Regions from separate parts of the Ovis aries genome. Here region 2 is linked to region 1. Evidence: chromatin contacts called from public Hi-C data. All regions are on one chromosome and are shown on one strand. The core of a region is the stretch at or near the end of the contact, and the rest is flanking DNA. Distances in the headings are between cores, read along the strand shown. Region 1 overlaps KALRN (kalirin RhoGEF kinase). Region 2 overlaps KALRN (kalirin RhoGEF kinase).

Region 1 (4,196 bases), core at 1,580-4,079:
GAGCTCCCTGGAGATAATAGGGAGCTTCCCCCTGAATCTTAGAGAACAGGCTGCTGAGCTGGGCCCCTGGGTCTCCTGTTCCTTCCCTTCACCCCCTTCTTACCCTACCCCTAAGTGCAGCAGCTCTTCCCAGAGGTAGGCTGTGTGCTGAGTTCCAGAAGACTAATGAATACCGAATGGTTTCTCTCGGTGAGAGTGATAAGTCTCAGTGTTCAACTAGTAGAGGGTGTTCCTGTCGCAGGGTCTCTCTCCCCAGTTTTATTGGTTCTGCCCCAGGAATGGTGGCAGGCCTAGAAGGAAGAAGGCTGGAGCGCTAAGGCTGGTTCCTGAGGAAGATGCACCCGTTCTTCTCTGCCCATCTTCCCCCTGCTCCCCAGGGGCTGAGCAAGCAGATGATTCTAGTCTCCTTCCAGGTGAACAGTCTTCTGTGTCTGCCATTGAGTTGAGGGTCTGTTCTCTTTTATATCTCTAGTGCCTACCGTTTATGCTAGTGGCTGCAGCATGGGGTGGGGATGAGGAAGGTGGCAGGAATGAGAAGGAAGGGAGGTCATCTCCATCATTCCCAACGTCAGTTAGAATCAACTGAGAGTGAGTGAGTTAAAAATGATGCCAGAAGAGTGTGAGGACCAGGAGTGCAGCCAGGCATGGGGCAGAGGAGCCCTTGGAAGAAGAAAATGGACACACTTGGGCCGGGGTTGGACGCCACCGTTGGCTGGAAGCTCGTAAAGGAATGATGAAAAGAACTAACTCCCATACTACAGGAAGGAATTAGGAGCAAAGCCCGGTTCTGGGTAGGCTCCAGACTCACTGCAGCTAGAGTGAACGACAGGAATTGAATAACACTGTGTTAATTTCTTATTTTTTGTTTTCTTTTTCCTGATTTCCTTTCCTCTTCCCGACTCCCTTCCCATCTTCCCCCTTTCCTCCACCCTGAATCTCGTCCTTGCTATTTCCCTTCCCCCTCTCCTCTGTTCTCATGCATCCTTTGTCCCCTTCCCCACCCACCCACCTATCCTTCCCCCATGCCCTCGTGTTTTACTCCACCCCCACCTCACCCCCAAAAGCTCTCTGGCGGCTGTGAGTTGACCGTGGTGCTCCAGGACTTCAACGCAGGCCACAGCAGCGAGCTGAGCATCCAGGTGGGACAGACGGTGGAGCTGCTAGAGCGGCCGAGCGAGCGGCCAGGCTGGTGTCTGGTCCGAACCACGGAGCGGAGCCCCCCCCAGGAGGGCCTGGTCCCCAGCAGCGCCCTGTGCATCTCCCACTCCCGAAGCAGCGTGGAGATGGACTGCTTCTTCCCCCTGGTGAAAGGTAGGGAGAAAGGAGGGGGAGGGATGAGGACCAGAGGCCGCTGGAGATGTGGCCCACTTGTTAGAAGAGCATCATGGCACTCGCTAGTCTCAGGAGCCTGTTTTGACCTGTGCGATTTCTCTCAGAGAGGAGAGTGCATTGTGCAGGGAGTGCATTGGGAGCTTAAAAAGAAAGAGCTATGCAACAACCATGTAACTTTGGGAAAGAGTCACTTAATCTTTCAGAATCATTTCATCTTAAAAATGAAGGCTGACTTAGATGACCCTTAAGATCCCTGGTAGCACAGTCGGCAAACAATGCGCCTGCAATGCAGGAGACCCACGTTCGATCTCTGGGTTGGGAAGATCCCCTGGAGAAGGAAACGACAACCAGTATTCTTGCCTGGAAGCTCCACTACTTTGGCCACCTGATGCGAAGGGCCGAATCATTGGAAAAGACCCTGATGCTGGGAAAGACTGAGGGCAGGAGGAGAAGGGTACGGCAGGGGATGAGATGGCTGGATGGTATCACCGACTCAGTGGACATGAATTTGAGCAAACTCGGGGAGATGGTGAAGGACAAGGAAGCCTGGCATGCTGCAGTCCATGGGGTCGCAAAGAGTCAGATACGACTGAGCAACTGAGCGACTGAACAACAATTCTTGCCTAGAGAATCCCATGGACCCAGGAGCCTGGCAGGCTACAGTCCATGGAGTCACAAGAGTCAGACACGACTTTTAGCGACTAAACCACCAGATCTCGTGTAACTCCCCCATTGTATCGCCACACATCCAAAATAGTTATCTTCCGCCCACAGCCCAGTACCTAGATTCCCTTCTCCACTAACCCCTCCCCCTCCACAGCTGCTGTCAGCTCCCTGGGCCCCTCCCGCTCCCCAGGCGCTCATGGTTCACAGAAGCCTGAGCAAACCTGGGGGTAACACCCAGCACAAGCCAGTTGAGTTTGACCTTCCCCTCAGCCCTGCCAGGGTCTGAGACACTCATTTATGTGCCTCTGACGTGCAGATTACTGGAGGCTTGGCTTCTGTTTTGTATAAGCTCTGTATTCTTCCCACTTGCTTGTTTATTCACTGTCTCACACCAGGGAGACTAAGCCCCTGGAAACAGTGGTTCTCCAGGCGAGGGGTGTCGCTGGACTGGCAGCATCTTCATCTCCTGAGAACTTTTAGGAATGCAAGTTCTCAGACCCCACTGCAGGCCTTCTGGGCCAGAAATGCTGGCGCGGGCCGCCGTCTGCATCTTAGTAAGTCCCTGGGAACACTGACGCACACTCAAGTACCAGCGCCTCTGACTTCAGGAGTCGAGGCTGTCAGGGCCTGGAAGTCACTCGTTTTACATTGAGGACACTGAGGCCCAGAAAACAGCAGAGTTTTCTTAACTCTGAGCTGCTTTTTGTCACTGGTCAGACATCTACCTCAGGGTTTCTGTGCAACCCTGTGCTAGGTATTTATGGAATGGGAGGAGGGAAGGACCTGATTCTGTCGGGAAGCAGGGGTAATGGTCACCACGGAGAGCTGTTGATGCTACTGACTAATGAAACTGGTATGTTTTCATTTCTGGAATTCCATCTGGTCCACCTCTAAACCTGACTTCCTCCTCTCGTCCACAAGGTGGCAATAGCAGGCTGCATTATTGGTGCTGCCACTGAACTGAACTGAACTGGTCCTTCCAAGGGCCTGGAGCGGGTAGGGGTGGTTTCCATCTGGAGAATGGCTGCTAAAAGCTAATTCACCTCATTCCACACACAGACACACACAGAGACACACACACGCACGCACGCACACACACACACACACACACACACACACACACCCCTGTGCTCACACACACACACGCACGCGCACACACACACACACACACACACACACACCCGTGCTCCCCTCCCCCGGTGCAGCCGTCACCGGCGTTCCCCTCTTTGCTCTGCATCGGGAAGTTGTGTGGGTCTGTGATTGCAGGTGTAGCCCCTCGGTCCTCTGAAGCGGTCACTAGAGAATCTGGTGGTTTTGGGGAAGGGTCAAGCAGGGGATCTCAGGTTCTACTTGAAATCTCACCATGGGGGAACCTGGGACAAACAAAGCAGTTAGAATTGTGTGGGTGAAATGAAGTAATATATGCCAAACACTTAGAACAGTGCCTGGCACTCAATACATGTTAGTTGTCAGGAGAAGTTATAGTTATTACATCACTTCCACAAATTATTCAGCAAAATGACTGAGAACTCCCATCTCCAGAGACAAAGCCAGGACAGCCATTCAGTTGCAGGGAAACTTGACTGGTGACTCATCTCCCAGTGTGGGGTGGTCTATCAGAAAGGACCTGACTTCCGGGGAGGACCTGGGCTTCTTGCCCTAGGCCTGGCTTCCCTGGTTCCTGGCTGGCTGCATCCCCTCCCTGCCCTGGCCCACCAGGGGGGGTGGAGGTGTCCAGAGGGGGCATACAGTTAGTGGAGAGTTAATTGAGAAATGGGAGCTGAGGATGAGGGATGCAAAATAGAGGCAAGAAAGCCAGGAGACTGTCACAGAACTTTCCAGCTAACTCTGCTGCCATCATGACTTCTTATGAGCACCACCCGTAGCGCCTATCACCATTTCCTTGGCTCTTCCTGTTGGCAGCCTGCTTGCTCTCTCCCAACATAAGCCAGTTAGGCGGGGCTTCACATGGCAGCCTGTGAGCTCTCACTGGCTTCTCACCCCGAGGATTCAGGATCCACCCCCCTCCTCCAGGTGCCTGACTCCCAGCAGTCAGGTTTAAGTCTCTCTTCTCAGAGCATCCTCACAGCCCTAACAAGGCCTCAGCTGGAAGTATGCACACTCAAGCACACGCCTCACATTGGAAAAGCCCCTCTGTCTCTCTCTAGGACCTGTCTGGAGTCTCAGCCTCTTAGCAG
Region 2 (3,968 bases), core at 357-2,856, 100 kb after region 1:
GAGCACTGGCACAGGAGCCAGGAGACTGGACTCCAGTCTAGGGACTGTCCACTGTAAGGCCAGGAGACCTGGACTCCAGTCTAGGGACTGTCCACTGTAAGGCCAGGAGACTGGACTCCAGTCTAGGGACTGTCCATTGCAAGGCCAGGAGACTGGACTCCAGTCTAGGGACTGTCCACTGTAAGGCCAGGAGACTGGACTCCAGTCTAGGGACTGTCCACTGTAAGGCCAGGAGACTGGACTCCAGTCTAGGGACTGTCCACTGTAAGGCCTCAGGTGGGCCAGCCTTTCTGAGCCTGGGGGGTTTCTCTGTGGGATGTCACACAGCTCTGGGGGCACGGGTGTTTATGTAAGAGATGTTGAACCCTTTGAGCCTCCTGCCGGTCTAAGGTATAGTATCAAAAGACCTTGCTCTCCTGAACTTCTGACGCTGAGAACAATGAGGCCTCAACAGCAGAGAAAACAGAAGAGTTTGTGCTTTGCCCCTGAAATTTGTTCTGCAGGGGCTGTGGCAGGAATGGCCTGGGTACATTTCCTCCCTAGCCCCAGCTGGAGCGTCTACTTCCGGCTCTGGGAAGGGTTTGAGTGGCCAGAATTGACCTTTCTTTCTTGCCCCAGACCCACAGTTCCCTAGGCCTGGCTTTCACGTCTTCAAAGAGCTAGCCTGCGGCTCCCGCCTTAGCTGCCTCGGCTCCTTGTCCCAGATTCAGAGCTTCAAAATAACCTGGCCAGACAGATTCAAGGAAACTTTTACACCCCTGGTCGGGTGACTGACCTCCCGGCATCGCCAGTGTATTTCCACTGGTGCCTGTTTCTGCATTTTATAAAAAGAATTTTTTTTTAAATGAAAAGAACTCTTTGGAGAAAAGAAAGTGAAGCATCACATTCCTCTCATTTTATTTTTACAAAATATTTTCTTTGTAATAGATCCGATGGGTTGGGCCCAGAGACTCACTCCTCTTGCCTAGCTTAGCTCTAACTCTACATGCAGATTGATTTATATTCTGCCACTGGGAGAAGCACACTTAGGTGGCTGGAGCTAGTGTTTCTTTCTCCCAAGAGGATTCACTGCAAGATCTTCCACAGCATCGTCACATCTACTATGCTTTCTGCTCCTTCCAACCGTTTGGTGAAGATGGAGTTTTCTTACCCTCCTAGAAGAAACGGGTTCAGAAAAATCACGGTCACACAACCGATAGAAACAGCAGGTCTTAACTCTGGTGCTTTGAGAGGACAGACTTGGCATGTGATAGAGAAGTCTGCTCCCCAAGTGAGGCTCAGTTCCTTAAGGAAGGTCAGTTTCAGGCCGTCCCCTGTTGCACATTTGCTTGCTGGAGAAGAATTTCTTCCTCAACAACTTTTTAAATCCCTTGACAGTTGGGGTAATTATTTGGCCTCACCACACCCATTCCCAGTGACTCAAGAGTCCAGCCATAAGTGCCAGGAAAGAGGTCTGGTTTCAAGAGCCGGAAACGTCTGAATTGTTTTTTCAGGTCAGAAGAGTCACCCAGCACACCCTCACCCTCATCTGGAAGCCTGGCCCATCTCATTTGTGTCATACACTGATGAGATTATGAGGTGCTATTGACCCAGGAGAAGTCGCTCTAAGAGCCAGCTATTAGAGGAGCAGAGGCCACCACCTCCCTTGCGCACACCCTGTGCTGTCAAGATCCACCTACAGGCCCGCTCAACATGACTTCCTAGTCAATTCAGTTTAACACAAGTTGGTTGATACAGGCATTGCAGTGAGTACTATAGAGGGCCAACAAGTTATGTAAATTAGGCCCCTCCCTGCGCTGTCACCTGGAGGGAGGTGGCTTCGATTAAATGCCTTTGTTATATAGGGAACTTTGAAATCTGCTCTTATGGGGTCAGAGAGCCATTCAAGGACTCATTCAGTGAATATTTAACAGCCACTCAGGGCTGGGCTAGTAATAGTAGCTCCTGTTTATCCGCCTTTCCTATGTATCCAGCTCCATACTGAGTCCTTTCCTTCCAACAGCACCAAGACATAGATACTGTTGCCATTGTTTTTGCTTTTCAGGTGAGAGAGCAGAGAGGTTAAATAGCTGTCCCACAGTTGGGCATTCACAACCTGTCTCCCAGGGTGCCTGTGTGCGTGGTCGTCAGGGGCTAGGTTGGAGGGACTGATACGATGCAAAGAGTCTTGGAGAAGTGTGAAGGCTGAGAAAGGCTTGAGAGTGCCTAGCACACATTGAAAAGAGACTGCTATCTGGATACCTGGGGTTTAGGTATGTGGGAAGAATGGTAGGCAATAAAGCCTGGCAGGTGAGTTTTAACCAGATTCTGAAGGCTTCGGGGGATTTGCCAGGAAGCCTGGACTTGATGCAGCAGACAGTGAGGAGCAGTTGAAGGTTGTTGGGCAGAGTCCAAATAATTCATTCTGGGCTTTAGGAAGGAACTGGCACCTAACTGAACACAGTGGGGACAGGCAGGCCCATTGGAGGGCTGTTGTAGTAGACTAAAGTGGGAGGTGGCAAATACCCAACCCTAAGGGGCAGGACAGGGAGAGAACGGAGCGCTAGTGAAAGGCAGGGAATGACTAGTAGGGGAAACCGTGACGACAGCAGCTGTGTGTTCAGCTCAGGGACCTCAGGGAAGAAGCGTGGGGCGTGGGAATCCACAAGTCAGCCTTCCTCTGGCCCTTGTCCTCAGAGCACATCGTAACCTATTGCGGCCCACAGACTCTGGGAGGTTGTTTCCCTAGTAAAAGAGGTTTGGGGGATCAGAATATGATCAAGGTCAAATCATTAAGGGATGAGACCTCAGGACACTCATGCATAGAGATTTTGAATATTCAAAGTCAAGATTGTAGATTCCACGTTGGAAACACGAGTTACAGAAGGGAAATGATAACACCACCACTGGAACCCCAGCCCCGTCCTCACGAACACCAGAGACCAGTATGTGCACACCATAAACCGCCTTTTAGTTCCTTTCTCCTCTGCTATTATGTGAGACGGGATAGATCTTCTTTCATTATTCTGTGTAAGTCATATTTTTATCCCTTTTATTTTTGAGAACACAATGTTCTTAAAAGCAAAGCTTGAAGAATAGGAGAGGGATTTGGACTAGAAGAGGCTTCCCTCGTGGTTGGTAAAGAATCCTCCTGCAATGCAGGAGACCCTGGTTCGATTCCTAGGTCGGGAAGATCTCCTAGAGAAGGGAAAGGCTACCCACTCCAGTATTCTGGCCTGGAGAATTCCATGGACTCTATGGTCCATGAGGTCGCAAAAAGTCGGACAAGACTGAAGTATGATTTCTGGTTTGACTTTCACTTTCACTTTGGACAAGAAATCCCCGTAAAACAACGTGCTCCACACATAGACACTCATAAGTCTACCCAGTAGTTAGTGCTTATGTGTTCTTCTCAGGAACACATGGAACTTTTTGTGAAAATCAATCATGTACTACCCATAAAGCAAATCCCAGTGAAAATCAAGGAATCAGTCTTGTAGAAACTAGGAACAAGAGATAATTTTTTAAATTTCATATATTTGTAAATTTAAAAACATTTCTATTAAAATTGGGTCAAAGGAAAAAATCATGGTTGAAGGAAAAGTACTTAGAACCAAATGATAATGAAAATATTTGGGAGGTAAGGATAGTTCAAAGAGAATTCTGGTGTCTGGGATTGTGTTGCATTTATGTATTTTTTAAATTTCAGCTTATATCCTCTTAGAAATGAGAAGAAATAGGAATATTTTCTAAATATTTAGAGAAATGTATACTAAACAAATAGAATATTGTGTCTGGTTTCACCAGATTGGAAACATGAAGGGCTAAACCTCCAAACCAGAAATCATACCTCAACTTTTAGACATTGTTTTTCTGTTATCTGTCCCTTTTATTCATCATCTAAAAATCCCTTTCTTTCCTTGTTGGAACACAGACTCGCTTGACACAAGCACTAAGAGAAAGAGGAGGCGGAGAATGGAATTTTGTTT

Evidence for each region. Hi-C and Micro-C count contacts between places; a contact is called where the count stands out from the background.
Region 2: a contact with region 1 is called in a Hi-C map of muscle, with 6 times the contacts expected there. The contact joins two enhancer-like sites. A contact is called at or near these places in 5 of 16 Hi-C or Micro-C datasets (liver, mixed tissues, muscle and 1 more).

Annotation. Positions count from the first base shown.
Region 1 is chr1:189,842,937-189,847,132 of ARS-UI_Ramb_v3.0, forward strand. It overlaps KALRN (kalirin RhoGEF kinase), which reads left to right. Exons shown (of 59, transcript XM_060418677.1): 34 at 1,065-1,311. Among named protein-coding and RNA genes, the nearest start is that of UMPS, 140 kb to the right of the region's middle. Within about 2 kb of position 2,830, at least 3 of the 54 cell types and tissues checked have an H3K27ac peak or open chromatin away from gene starts, as enhancers often do.
Region 2 is chr1:189,948,410-189,952,377 of ARS-UI_Ramb_v3.0, forward strand. The region is part of intron 50 of KALRN (kalirin RhoGEF kinase); the gene reads left to right. Among named protein-coding and RNA genes, the nearest start is that of UMPS, 38 kb to the right of the region's middle. Within about 2 kb of position 1,607, at least 14 of the 54 cell types and tissues checked have an H3K27ac peak or open chromatin away from gene starts, as enhancers often do.